Regions from separate parts of the Mus musculus genome. Here region 1 is linked to region 2. A link is a contact called in public HiChIP or PLAC-seq data. All regions are on one chromosome and are shown on one strand. The core of a region is the stretch at or near the end of the contact, and the rest is flanking DNA. Distances in the headings are between cores, read along the strand shown. Region 1 overlaps Lpar3 (lysophosphatidic acid receptor 3). Region 2 has its middle 11 kb from the start of 2410004B18Rik.

Region 1 (7,054 bases), core at 3,185-5,684, 300 kb before region 2:
TGGAGAACACGCTCAGCCAGTTCACACACCACACCCCAAAGAGTTACTCCCACTAAAGCCAGGGAGCCTGTGTCTAAATGGCACCGTGAGTTCCAGCTCGGCAGTTCATTTTACTCTGGTATTAACAGTTCAATAAAATTCCAAAGACATGTGCGTCCATGGGACACAGACAATGATGGTGGTGAAGTAGGCTGGATATGATTGAAATACATCATGGGAGTACAAAAATGTCACAGCAGAACCTTATTATGTGCCACTAAAAATGCTAATAAAACAGAAATTATAGGAGGTCTCTAACATTGCCAAGGAGACTCCCCAAAGTGTCCTAAGAATTAGCTAAGGTGTCTTAAAGATGCCCCTGCCACCGGGGTCACGCTCTCTTAGTAAAGATTACAAATGCCCAGCCTCATTTGCATTTCCTCAACCACTCCAGTCCCCACCGAGGGTCACGGAAGCGCACAGAACTGCACAACCGGACTTTTTTTTTTTTTTTTAATGCTGTGGTGGTTGCTCCCTCTCCCAATTCAAACATCCAGGATGTGGTGACATGCCATTTAAAGCTAGTAAAGTCTGCCACTGGGTTAATTTTGGAAGGCCTTTCTTGCCTCTGGTTTACAAAGTTATCTCTGCTTTTATGACTTTCTCCATTCTCTCAGATGTTTGCAGGCTGTCTCCCTTCACACAGCCTCAGGAGTGCAGTAATACAGGATGTATGGGTTGCGGGTCAGTGGATGACGTCATCGAGGAGTCCCCCGGGACTTACAGCTTGAGTAATGCTGCTTTCTCCTCCAGACCACACCATTAAACTGCACTCATCACCTGCACAAGGGTTGTTTGTGTTGGTGCAGAAGAGACTGGGTACAAATTCACACTGGCTAATTTCAGCCTAACACAGCCATTTATTCCTAATAACTAAAAGAGTGAGACAATGACAAAATATTATAAAAAATTAATAACAGGCGAAAGCAATATATTTTAAAGTGAAAGCCACTTCAATCAGCTATTTGGAAAATTGTGTGTGGGTGCCTTGTAGTTTATTCTTCTAGAGATCAGGGCTGGAGGGTATTCCTTGGGGTTCTACAAGAATGGATCTCTAGGGAGGAGGGGACTTCGCTTTCTCTGTTTCTAAACCACTATTTTGTTAGTGTGCTTTCACACATGTGTGGGTGCCTATGTATACATTTTGTGTGTGTGTGTGTGTGTGTGTGTGTGTGTGTGTGTGTGTGTGCATGCAGGAAATGACACAGAACTCATGCATAAGCTAAAAATGCCTCTTGAGACAAAGGCCACACTACCTCCTAAAGCGACATTTCTACAGGGAATTGTCTATCTTGAATAACTCTCCAAACCCAAACCCATCAGAGCCCACCAGCATGCACAGGAAGTAAGTCACCTATTGATCAGGAGAGACCTGATGACCCACAGGCCTCAGTTGGGCATCGGCCTAAGCCAGCCAGCATCACTAATCAAGTTTTTCACAGCAAGTTGACTATTACCCCAAGATCTCTGGGGCTGGGACTGTCCTGACCCCTTTCTGGGACTCACTGGCTCTCTAGAGGAAGGAGCCACTCTTCCTGACCCTGACCGTTGACCCCTGAGTGCACCTAAGCCAGTGCCACATAGGAAGCAGCATTGCTGTCCTCTGCTTTCTGAAGCACATTCGAGGGCCCACACTCTCCTGCCATACCATCTCTGGGCTACAGTTTCATGCTGTGCTCTCTGTAGACTTCCCTGCATCGCTTTGAACAGCAGCCTAAGCCTTGAGATGTCTGCCCAGTCAGCCACCTCACCTTCACTGGATCAAACACAGTCTACTCCCAAGCGTAGCCTTTCCAGAGCTTACACACAGCCACAGCAGGGGGAGCCAACAGTGTCCACCTGGGTGTGCACAGCCTCTTTTTGATGAACTCCCACCACCACCACCACCAAATGAGTGCAGGCCTTGCTATTACCTCCTGACCTTTCCTGGTCTTCCATGTTAGATGCCCTAGCTGCCCAGGAAGTCAGTTTCCCCTCCGTGTCTACGCACCCATCTTGAGAAAATGGTCAGGGAACTCTCCAGGAAACTCAATCGAGCCCAGAGACACTGGTGGACTTTTATCAACTATGAGAAGTAAATATATGTTATGATCTTAGCATCCAACTTTTCTTCATGAAAGGGTGTCATGGTCTACTCTTCCCCAAACTGCTATATTCAGGAGATCTAGAATATTCGATATGCTCTCAAGGACTGTACAAGAACGAGGTCTCTCTCACACAATACTCAAGTGTAGCCTACTCCCCTGGTGTTGTTACTACAGCTATTAGACCCTGGCCTATTAAGTTTCTCATTTGTATTCATTCCACAATATACTGATGAGACTCTCACTTAAAGCTTCTACTTTTTTGAGATGATAAGATGATCACTGCCTTCCTCCCTTTCTGCCTTCCAAACTCTCTTTGTTTGCCTTCAGATTTGTGGCCTCTTTTTTTTTCCCATTCATTGTTGTTACATCGTTTCAGAGGCCATCTTTGCTCAAGTACCCTGGTTCCTCCATGTTCTCTGAACCTCTAGACCTTGTTAGTTCGGTCTCTGCATCATCTAACACAGCTGTTTGTCCTAAAACTCTGAGCTTTTTGAAGCTGGTACAAGTCTCCATGCCTCCGGAGTCCATTCTGAGGCGTTTGTGGGATCCACAGAGCCATATCTTAAAGAAGCTCTCAGTTCGGCACCCCTCCCTTCTCTGTCATCTCTCAGTTCTCACCAAGGCAGCCTAGGGGGCTCTCTCAGGCGGCAGTGAACCCTCCTCTCTTGTCTCCCATGTCTGAATCTGCAGTAATGCCATAAAACCTCAACTTAAGCACTTAAGACTATCCTTGCTGCAACCCAAAGCTTGCTGATTTCATGACAGAAGTTTAGAACCCGATGGTTGGTTTCTGGCACTGTTCTGGGGACAAACTGAGAGACCTAGGAGCCTCTGTGTGATCCCATGATCGGCCTTAAAGCACAGAGATATTTCTTTCCCTTTCGAGTCAATGCACACGGGCAAAGGCGCAGGCAGTACTCCACAAATGAACACTGATTGTCTTAGACCCTCCCTGTTCTCTGACAGTCCATCAGCCATCAGTCCATCAGTCCATCAGCCCATCAGCCCATCAGCCCATCAGCCCATCAGCCCATCAGCCCATCAGCCCATCAGCCATCAGTCCATCAGCCATCAGTCCATCAGCCATCAGTCCATCAGCCCATCAGCCATCAGCCCATCAGCCATCAGCCATCAGCCATCAGCCCATCAGCCCATCAGCCCATCAGCCATCAGCCATCAGCCCATCAGCCATCAGTCCATCAGTCCATCAGTCCATCAGTCCATCAGTCCATTCTACCAAAAAGATATCATCATCTTCTGAGCAATGTCCAGACCCAAAGAGTTGCAGCTCAGGGCTGGGGTCACCTCAAACCCGCACTATTCAGCCGAGTCTCAGCAGAAAGCACTCCTTGGGGACTGGGAAGATGACTCATTTCAGAAAAGTGCTTTCCATGTAAGCACAGGGACCTGAGTTCAATTCCCAGAACCCACATAAAAATCCACCTACCCTGGCATGAAAGCCCTGGGTGGACAGAGACAGCTAGAGCCTTGCCTGATCAGTGAATCCCTGGGAAAAGTCAGAGACTTGATCTCAAAACACAAAAGCCCCACCAAGATGGATGGCTTCTGAGAAATGACACCTGAGGTTGATCTTTGACCTCCATAGAGATGTACACAAGTGTACACGTAAAACCACACAAACATGAATACACACACACACACACACACACATACACAAACCTAGGAAGGAAAGAAGGAAGGGAGGGGAAGAGGGAGGGAGGGAGGGAGGGAGGGAGGGAGGGAAGAAGGAAGGGAGGGAGGGAGGGAAGGAGGGAGGGAGGGAGGGAGGGAGGAAGGAATGAAAGAAGGAAAGAAGGAAGGGAAGGAGGGAGGGAGGGAGGGAGGGGGAGAAAGAAAGGAAAGGAGGAAGGGAGGGAGGAAGGAAGAAAGGGAAGAAGAAGGAATTCAGTAAGGAAGGGAGGGAAGCAGGCAGGCAGATGTAAGCAGTCTCACAATCCCAGAAGAACAGCCTGCTTACCCTCACAAACAAACCCAGCACAGTGGCTCTGAAGCTCAGATTTTGCAAGGACACCAGGCTACACTGTAGGAAGCCCTAGGAACAAGGAGCCCAAGGCATTTCTCTCCTGCGGAGGGAGACCCTGACCCTGCAAGGGAGGAACTGCTCCAGCTGGACACAAAGTTCTGAACTTTGGTCCAAGGCTCATGTGTGGGGCTCTTAAAGGCAAACTCAGTCATAAGGGGAGCTGATCAGAACTTTTCCTTAGCCTTGTCTTGGACCCAGGAGGCAAGCTGAGAACAAAACAGGAAGGATCTGCCCTGACTCCTTGGTGATTCCAGCTTGGAAATGCCAGGAATGTGGGAAGGGAATCCCAGGAACTCCTCTGAGCTGTCAGGATCACATGGGGAGTTCCCAGCCCCACCGCACCACTGTCTTGCTGTCAGTGTTCCGGCTTGAAGACAAGGAAAAAGATATCACCCTGAGAAAAGAAAGGACTACAAAATCAAGGAGATTAAACACTAGCCAGCACACACAGCAAGAACACTGAATGAGCTCTAAGTCTCCTGGCTCCTGGTAGGGTTAGCCCTGTCTACCTAAGGTTCAGAGATCAGTCTCATGGCCAGGCCACCAAGGGCTGGTCACTAGGACCAATGCTTTAAAGGGTTTAACATTTGCCGTAAAGCACTCTTGTGGTTTCCTTAATATCTTCAGTTTCTATCTTGACTTGTTCTTCATAAGGGGGCAGTGTGGCATGGGAGTGAACTAAGGAAGCAGGGAAAGAAAAGAAATGGCTTCATGCTTTCTAGAACATCCTCTGGGCTTCCTCTTCCCCTGATGTAACCCCTGTCCACAGGACAAGCTGTCCTGAGGAGGGGACCGCGTGATCCAGGACACAGAGCCCTGGAGATCCTTCAACCTCCAGGCACAACTCTAACAAAAATATTTCCTTTCGTGCCTTATGGTCAGTGAGAAAGGTCAGATCCTGTTCTAGACGTTAAGTCCTTCCACGGAGACAGAGATGAATCCTGACTGAGAAGCAGAAAGGAAAGCCATTCTGTCATGGCATTAGCATGACAGGTCTCCAGTGACACAAGCCAGACCCCACAGCATTGGGCCTGGGGCTGAGGAAAGGACTCGTGCAGAAGAACCTCAAAAGAGCGTCCACTGGCTCGTCAGGCACACTCTAGGCCCAGAAGGTAGGCACTGGGCTTGCACAATCTGACGGGGCACAGATCGGGACAGAGGGGGTGGACTTCAAACGGATGCTTCTTGGCCCTTTTGGCTTGTGACCTAGGACAGTTTTCCACCTCTTTCTTGTTTTGTTTTTGTTTTTGTTTTTGTTTTTCGAGATAGGGTTTCTCTGTATAGCCCTGGCTGTCCTGGAACTCACTTTGTAGACCTGGCTGGCCTTGAACTCAGAAATCTGCCTGCCTCTGCCTCCCAAGTGCTGGGAATAAAGGCATGTGCCACCACCGCCCAGCTTTCCACCTCTTTCAAACTGTGTCTTCATTCTCAAATTGGAGGCAGCGACGTGTTCTCTCCAGGGCTGTACAAGATCTGTGCAGTGTGGTACTCATTTAAATAAAGTTCTGTGTTCTGTCTGTTTGTTGTTTGCTTTGCACCGAGTTGGTATTAGGAGTAAAACAGTCGGGGCTGAAAGAGGCTCGATGGGTAAAGAATTTGCTGCATTTAGCATGAGGACCTGAGTTCAAATCCCCAGAAACGATGTAAAGCCATACATAGTAGTAGCACGTATCTATTATTAGTGCAGAGCTCCTATGGTGAGATGGAAGCAGAGAAGGGGATCTGCGTGTCACTGCATAGCATATGGTCTGCCAGGAGAGCCGCAGGAGATGCCCTCTCTACATCATCACACCCCACTCAGGCCCAGCTCCCACTACCTGCCTGATCTCTGCTGCACATGGGCAAGTAACACATCAGCTGAGGATGCAAGACCTTCTGTGCTCTGGCTGCAGGACGCCTTACAGACAGAACACCACTACTGTTTAGAACATTATTCTGTAAACAGTCTGCCCAGCTCCCTTCCCACCCACAGCCCTGGCGTGGCTTCTTAGCCGAGTGCGTATCTATACGCCTGTCTTCTCCCAGTGCGAACTGACTTATATCCCACTTCTGTCAGGAGCCATCCATGTCTGCAGTATTCTTCTGCTTGGGGCCTTTTGCTTGGCCCTTTGGTTCATCTTTTTTAGTTATGTTTTCTGGGCCAGCATCACGTTTCCTCAGATAAACTCATCATTTGGGGTTCCTGTGAGTCAGGCATGGGATAGCCCCACAGAATAGCTCTGACTTAACGTGACCTCTCATATGACACACTGTTGAGTCATAAGCCTCCGTCCTCCCCTGACAACCATAAAACATTAGCACAAGGCACACACAGAGTGTCCTTGGGGGAGAGGCCGGGTCTTCAGAGGCGGTCGATAAATGTTTAGAATATGAAGATGCATACTGAACTCTTCTTCTTTTTGAGAAAAGTTACAGGGGAAAAAGATAAAAGGCCCACAATTATTTGGCAAGCCCTATTACTAGACTCCTGTGCATCCATGTTACTTGGCCTCCGAGACAGGTAACTTGCTTCAAGATATGAGGTTGGGACCTGCTGTAGCAAGAAGGAACCAGGAAGCCCTGAGCTCTGACCACAATACTTATTTACAATGATTTACAAGGTGGAATTTAAGCTGGCATGATTAAAAGTTATAGATTCTTTAAAGCCATAGGAATTTTTTTCTGACACATTATAGAGCTCACAGAAACAGTATGGAAATCAAGGAAAAAAGGTGGGAGCAGGAAGAGGGTTCACTTGAGATGTCCCTAGTTATTACTTCTTGGTTCTCCTGTCCTTTATTTGAGACATCTTGGTCTCTCAATCTGTGATGGGCTGTGACTCCAGAAGACATCCTTTGTTCTTGATTCTGCCCAGCATTCTTGCCCAGTTTCCTGCTGAACACAG
Region 2 (6,908 bases), core at 1,252-3,751:
CCTCTCTCTTGCCCCTCTCTCACTCCCCTCCCCACCGCCCATGGTCCATCCAGTCTGCTGGTCTTACTCAGTGTGCGACATTTTCTCCCACTCTGGACTCTTCCAGATGCCTCTGGCTGTACTCTCTCTCATACCTACAATAAAAACCTTCCCCTTGGGCTGGGCATGGCACACGCCTTTAATCCCAGCCCTCAGGAGGCAGAGGCAGGCAGATTTCTGAGTTCGAGGCCAGCCTGGTCTACAAAGTGACTTCCAGGACAGCCAGGGCTACACAGAGAAACTCTGTCTCAAATAACCAACAAAACAAAGCAAAGCAAAACAAAACAAACAAACCAACCAACCAAACCAAAAAAAAAAAAACCAACCTTCCCCTTAACCATACCTTGGCGAGGTCAAGTCCTCACTTTATACAATAAACAAGCTAGGATCCAAAGCCTAGTGAAGCTCTACAGTAATTGAAGATCCCCCCTCCCCCACCTCCATATCCTCATTTTTTTTGTTTGTTTGTTTTCGAGACAGGGTTTTTCTGTGTAGCCCTGGCTGTCCTGGCGTGCGCCACCACACCCAGCCCATAGCCTCAGTTTAATGCGAATGAACAGTCCGTGTTTTCAGGGCTGATTGGCTTTTCATAGTCATCACTCAGGGACTTCAGTCCCTCTCGGGGACTCAGTCATCTCTCAGCGTGTCTCTGAATCACTTTCCTGGGCTTGTCACCAAAAGGAGGTTAGCACATCCACACTCTAGTCAGCCAGAAAGGGGAGGACACTGAAGGGGGCGGATCTAGGCTCTGGCTTTGAAACCTTAGGGAAAACAGGAGGAGGAAGGACAAAAAGGAGACAGTGCATCGCTTTGTGGTAGGAGAGAGGGGTTGAGAGTAGGGGACTTAATCAGTCGAAAACGTAAAGATGACTCCATCGCTGTGACAGAAGACTGGAGGCAGCTGGCTTATAGAAAAGCACATTTTAGCTCATGGTCCAGGGTTTTCAGCTGGTGGTCACTTGGCCCTGTCCTCTGGGCTTGTGGTGAAGTAGAACATCATGGTGCTAAGTACACGGCGGGGCAAAGTCATTAACTCACGGTGGCTGGGAAGCAAAAGAGAGGAAGGATCTGGACCCCCGGGGGGGGGGGGTCCCTTCAGGACGAATGCCTGTGACATCATTTCCTTCCACAAGGTCCTGCCTTCTAAAGGCACCACCACTTCCTGGTAATGACACAGGCTGGTGACTGAGCCTTTCAACATGTGAGCCCTTGGGGACATTTAACGTACAGTCAGAGGACAGACTGCTGTCTCCTCTCTCTCTGCAACTTCTTTTATCTTAAGTGAACTGAGGAGAAGAGAAACCCAGAGGGCTTGTCAGTGAATGAGCACTTCATGATTGTGTGGTTAAAGGGTGCTGAAAAGGGAGCCATGTTCCCGGCCTGGAAGAGTTAAACAAGCCGAGGGGGTTCAGGGCTGAAGGGGGTGCTGAGGCTGAGGCTGAGGGTCTCAGGTAGGTTGGATTTTCTATTTAGCCAAACAGTCAGGAAAATATTTTCCTAAGCCACATGCAGTGGCTGTAATCCCAGCACTGAGCTAGGATGCTTACTAAGCATTGAGAGGCTGAGGCAGGAGAATTCCTAGTTTGAGGTCAACCTGTGCTACAAAGGAAGTTTGAGGCCGTGATGAGCTACACATTGAGTCCCTGTATTAATAAAAGAGCAAATTTAAACCTATTTCACCTACTTTTATATTGTAATAATTGTGATTTTTAAGTATACACTGCTGTCCTGTAAACCAACATGATAACACTGTAATGGCAGGGAAGCCATTACAAACACACTGCTGTTTCCATTCCGGTCGGGGCAATTAAGGAGGGGCTTTTATCGCGACTTCAGTAACTGGGAGAATTTCATTCATAAGAAAATGTTTCAAAGATAAGGCAAGGGGCGGGTGAAGAAGAAAGCATCATGGGGGTTGGGGGAGGGGTCAGGAGGAAGACTCGTGCGGGTTTTATCTCTGACAGGATGGTGACTTTTGCTGTTTCCTGCCTTCAAGAGTGTTGTAGGATTTTTGTGTTTTCTAGAGACAGTTTCACTCTGTTGCGCATGCTGGCCTGGAACCTGCCCTCTAGCTCAAGCTGGCCTCAGACTCACAGTGCCCCAGCTGCTTCCCATATGAAATGCAAGGCTCTCCTGCGCTCTGCAGATGTCATAAGCCAATTAGGCAGGTGTGACAGATGCGGCCAGCTCGGAGGCGACTGAAATGTGATTCCCTGGCTAGGAGGGAGACTGGGTCCTGTTACTCCTCCTGAGAGATCCTCTCTTGGGCACTGCTTTTTAACCCTCAGACAGACTCTATCAGGAGCTGGGGCTGAGAGATTTCCTCAGCCCTTCAAACCGGGATGAGCAGGTGGCATCCTTCTGTAGGAGCGGGGAGAAGTGCCTGTACTCTCTTCTCGGGGTAGCTCAGGCTGCCTCCAGCAGCAAGGAAAACCCGGATCTAAGGGATGCTCTAGCGCTCCAGGCAGTTGCCAGTTTTTTAGCAGCCTCTAGCTCCACCTAAGGTTTGTCTCTGCTAATTGCCACCCTGTTTTAGTAAAATAAAAGTTGCGGGAGTGGAGGGGAGGGGCCGGTTTACTTGCTTTTTTTTTTTTTTTTTTTTTTTCTTCTGGAGTGTTCTTTTCACTCCAAATTTGTCTTTCCTCCATTTCAGTCATCGATTTCTATTGCCGAAAGCAAAACGACCAGGTTCTCAACGGAAGCACAGACGAGGGCCGCTTTTGAAGCGGTCTAAAAACAGGAGCATGGTTTTTGGGAAGAGCTAAAAGAGGGCCTAGAAGAAACGCCACGTTCTTGGTACAAAGAGGTAGTTTGTGGTAGGAAGCTTAACATTTAGAATTTCAAGGTGCACAGAAACATTGAAAGCGGTTATTCAAATGTAGCCTCACGAAGTTAGCTGAAGCTGGGCATAGTGGCTCATATAACCCTCAAATGGAAGAGGTGGAGGCAGGGGGATCAGGAGTTTAAGGTCATCCTCCACCAGGTACTTAGAAGACTACCTGAGCTCCATGAGACTAAGCTCGAGGTCCCGCCAACCCCCAACAGGAGAAGAAGTTAGGAGCACAAATTCAAGCCAATCAAAGAACTCTAAGCGTTTATGATTTCATGTTGAAAACTTAAAAAAGGCAAATTCATGATCAACACTCTTACCAAAGACTTAAAATGCCCACTATAGTGTTATTTATTGTGGTAAATTTTTTTGAGAAGCTTTATTGTCTGGTAACTAAATGATAAATTATGATACAATGAACTTGAATACTTGTAAATAGTTTTAAAACCATTTTGTGTGTGTGTACATGCATGTGTGTGCGCATACGTGCCCTAATCTATATATGTGCACCATAATCATGCAGGTGCCCTCAAAGTCCAGAGAAGGTGCTAGAGTCCCTGGAACAGATGGTTGTGAGCCATTCAATATTGGTGGTGGGACCAGAACCTAGGCCGTCTGCAAGAGCAGCAAGTGCTCTTAACGGCTGAGCCATCTCTCTAGCACCCCAAAAATAGATTTTTGAAAAATCCTTGCAGGACTGAAAAGGTTAAATGTTAAATAAAAGAATATTGATCTTGTCTAGCATATCTATGTACCTGATATATGTAGAAAATTAAGAGAATAGTAGATTTTCTGCCTATAGTTGCTTCCTGTTTCTTTTCTTTTCTTTTCTTTTTTGGTTTTTCGAAACAGGGTCCTGTGTCTATTTTTAGAACATCTACAGTGATCAATTATCATTTTTCATTATCAGGAAAACTTTTGTGACTATTAATATTACAATGTTATATCTAACATTGATATAATGAGAATTAATTGAAGCAACTGGACTTAGGAATAATAAGGTGTATTTTGGGTGTAAATGTTCTGGTTTTTGAAAAGACTAAATATATTTGTAGGAAAACAATAACAGCAAACCCCAAACACAAGCATGTAGACTTTGTGTGTGTGCTTCTGTGGCACACAGGCTGTTTCCCTAGCTTGAGACATTTCTGTGAGACCACTGATACACATTCTCTCTCACTACTCACCAAATTCCCACAATTCCCATTGGAAAATGAGTTGAAATCCTGAAAATAACAAGAAAATCTGAATGCTCCATAAGCCACTCTCTTCAGTGCCAGCTTGTATGCTCTGAAATCAACTCCCAGGGCAAGCAGATGAAGTGAGGAGCTGGGCCTTAGCTCCCTGGCCAGGGTGGCACGAGATCGCCTTTCTAGGGTTACAGTGCAAACATAAGTGGAAAAAGAGCAGAAAAGCCAGGTAGCTTATAACCAGCCAGAACCCACTGGGCGAATTCAGCACCCTCTAAGACAGTTTAAAATACACAAAAATACAGTTTATCTAGAAAAAGCCATTTACCACGGAATTATTTAAGTTAGCATCTCTGGTTGGCTCCAGAGGACCTGGAAATCTATTTCTTTCTCTCTTTTTAAAGATTTATTGATTTTATGCTGTGTGTACACCATCACTATCTTCAGACAGATCAGAAGAGGGCATCCGATCCCATTACAGATGGTTGAGAGCCACCATGTGGTTGCTGGGACTTGAACTCAGGACCTCTGGGAAACAATCAGTGTTCTTAACCTCTCAGCCATCTCTCCAGCCCTGAAATCTATTTTCAAACACACCAAAATCCTTTCCCATCCTGAAGCAGCTAGTCTGGGAGCCCGTTGGTGTGTAGTAGTGAACTCCAAGCTGTAGTTCAGAGTTCAGCCACTTATCTTTGGGGTTCAGACAGCCTGGAAACCCACAGTAAGCCCCTCTTCTGGGTGGCAGCCAGGCACGGGAAGGGAGCTTGAAAACGCAAAAGCACAAATACAAGGGCTTATTATTTTCTTTCCCAACTATGGAGCATTCAGGAAAAATTAACCCTCTCATTTGTTAACCTCAATGACAGGCTTCAACTGATCTGTAGCCTCAGACGGCACAGATAATTGCACTAATTAGTTTGTTAATGGAGGGACAGCAGGGCAGGGAGCTTCGGGGAACTCAAGTAATTAAGCTGAATTGAAGGATGAGGAGGAAGAGGGAGGAGTGGGAAGGAGGGAGGAGTGAGAGAAGTATGCAGAGAGGAGGAGCTGGAGGAGAAGGGGAGGAGGGATAAAAGCAATCAGGAGGAGGAAGGAGAGGGTAGGGTGAGCTGTCTTACAAACTTGACATGCAGGCTCCAGATGTATGGAAGAAATTCTATGGCAGGGCTCTTGGGCCACATTTCTTTTCTTTTCTTTTCTTTTCTTTTCTTTTCTTTTCTTTTCTTTTCTTTTCTTTTTCTTTCAGTTTTTCAAGACAGGGTTTCTCTGTGTAGCCCTGGCTGTCCTGGAACTCACTCTGTAGACCAGGCTGTCCTTGAACTCAGAGATCCACCTGCCTCTGACTTCAGAGTGCTGGGATTGAAGGTGTGTGCCACCACCGCCCCGGCTTGGACCACTTCATTCTTGTTAGTGTTAGGCCTCAAGGCTAAACGTGATGAGGAATGATGGGAACTTCCTGTGGGTAGTAAGAAAGCCACAGGGCACAGGGGTGTGTGTGTGTGTCTGTGTCTCTCTCTGTGTGTGTGTCTGTGTGTGTCTGTGTGTGTGTGTCTGTGTGTCTCTGTGTGTGTGTCTGTGTGTGTGTGAGTGTGTGTGTGTGGTGTGTGTGTGTGTGTGTGTGTGTGTGTGTGTGTGTTTGTATCTTGAAAGTGAAAAATAGGAAAAAAGCAACCAGGGGTTTAAAATTTCCCAAGTACTGACACCCTAGAGTTACTCCCACATCGGCTTGCTTGTCCTTTGCTGCCAGTCACTTCCTCACTTGGAAGTGATTGTTTAGTTATCCCATGGCACTTTCCTGTGGAGTGGAGTTCTAAATTTAAAACAGGAATCCAAAACTGCAAGGCTTGCCACAGCGGGTTGCTAGGATGGGAGTCTCCTTTAGGAGTAGAGGGAGGTAATTGGGCCAGGAGAATAGCTCTCTTTCTTCAATGGTACACATGGCATCAACTCCTCTGTTCCTTTCCCTTTTTCAGGAAATGGTAAACAGGCAAAGAGGGAGTTCCAGACCCCGTGGAGCAGAGCACTACAGACCTGCAGGAAGTGGCATTCCAAGTCTGGCTTCTAAGCCTGTCATTTCATGAGCCTAAAAAAGCAAAGCAATGCTCACACCAGAGACAGCATCAGTTGTGGGAAGGCTGCTCTCATACGTCCCGTGGGTGCTGGTGTCTAGGTGCTATGATTTTAAAACACAAGCCATAATTAGAAATGAAAGAGGAAACCGAACAGCTTTCAAGGAAAGGTTGTGGCTACCTGGAGACTTTTCGAGACACAGTGAGGGCTGGGTGGCATAGCTCCTTGCACATAAATGTGCATCCCTGGGTTTGATACCCATCATTGCCTCAAGCAAACAAGTGAAATGCTGAATGCACATGCGCAAGTGCACACACACACCACACACACACACACACACACACACACACACACACACACACACACACACGTACAGACAGACAGACATACACTACATGCCTACATTATCTGTCTGTGGTAGGGGTTGAACCCAGGTCCCTGTAGACCTTGCACACAGCAAACAAGCACCACTGAGCCACGCCCCTAGTGAGCCACACCCCTAGCCCTTGAAACCTAGTTTTGTATGAAGGATACAGGCTTACACTTGCTGCTTTACTTTAAGACTCTAAAGATCTTTCATTTTCTTTATCTATTTTCCAAGAGATATGGAAATGTGTATGTGGCCCTGGCTGTCCTGGAACTTGCTTTGTAGACCAGGTTGGCCCTCAAACTCAGAGATCAGCCTGCCTCTGGGATTAAAGGTGCACACAGTGGGTGGAGAGACAGCTCAGTGGTTAGAGGTCCCTGAGTCCAGTTCCCAGCAACCGCATGGTGGCTCA

What was found. HiChIP or PLAC-seq counts read pairs in DNA pulled down with a chosen protein or histone mark.
Region 1: a contact with region 2 is called in an H3K27ac HiChIP or PLAC-seq map of trophoblast stem cells, with 10 read pairs. The contact joins two enhancer-like sites. A contact is called at or near these places in 1 of 39 promoter capture datasets (hippocampal neurons), 1 of 484 Hi-C or Micro-C datasets (large pre-B cells) and 2 of 115 datasets of contacts at active chromatin or transcription factors (the 230-238 cell line and trophoblast stem cells).

Annotation. Positions count from the first base shown.
Region 1 is chr3:146,251,326-146,258,379 of GRCm38.p6, reverse strand. The region is part of intron 2 of Lpar3 (lysophosphatidic acid receptor 3); the gene reads right to left. Among named protein-coding and RNA genes, the nearest start is that of Lpar3, 34 kb to the right of the region's middle. Within about 2 kb of position 4,434, at least 42 of the 459 cell types and tissues checked have an H3K27ac peak or open chromatin away from gene starts, as enhancers often do. A contact at or near this core is called in trophoblast stem cells, where this site is marked.
Region 2 is chr3:145,945,809-145,952,716 of GRCm38.p6, reverse strand. No RefSeq gene overlaps it. Among named protein-coding and RNA genes, the nearest start is that of 2410004B18Rik, 11 kb to the right of the region's middle. Within about 2 kb of position 2,501, at least 183 of the 459 cell types and tissues checked have an H3K27ac peak or open chromatin away from gene starts, as enhancers often do. A contact at or near this core is called in trophoblast stem cells, where this site is marked.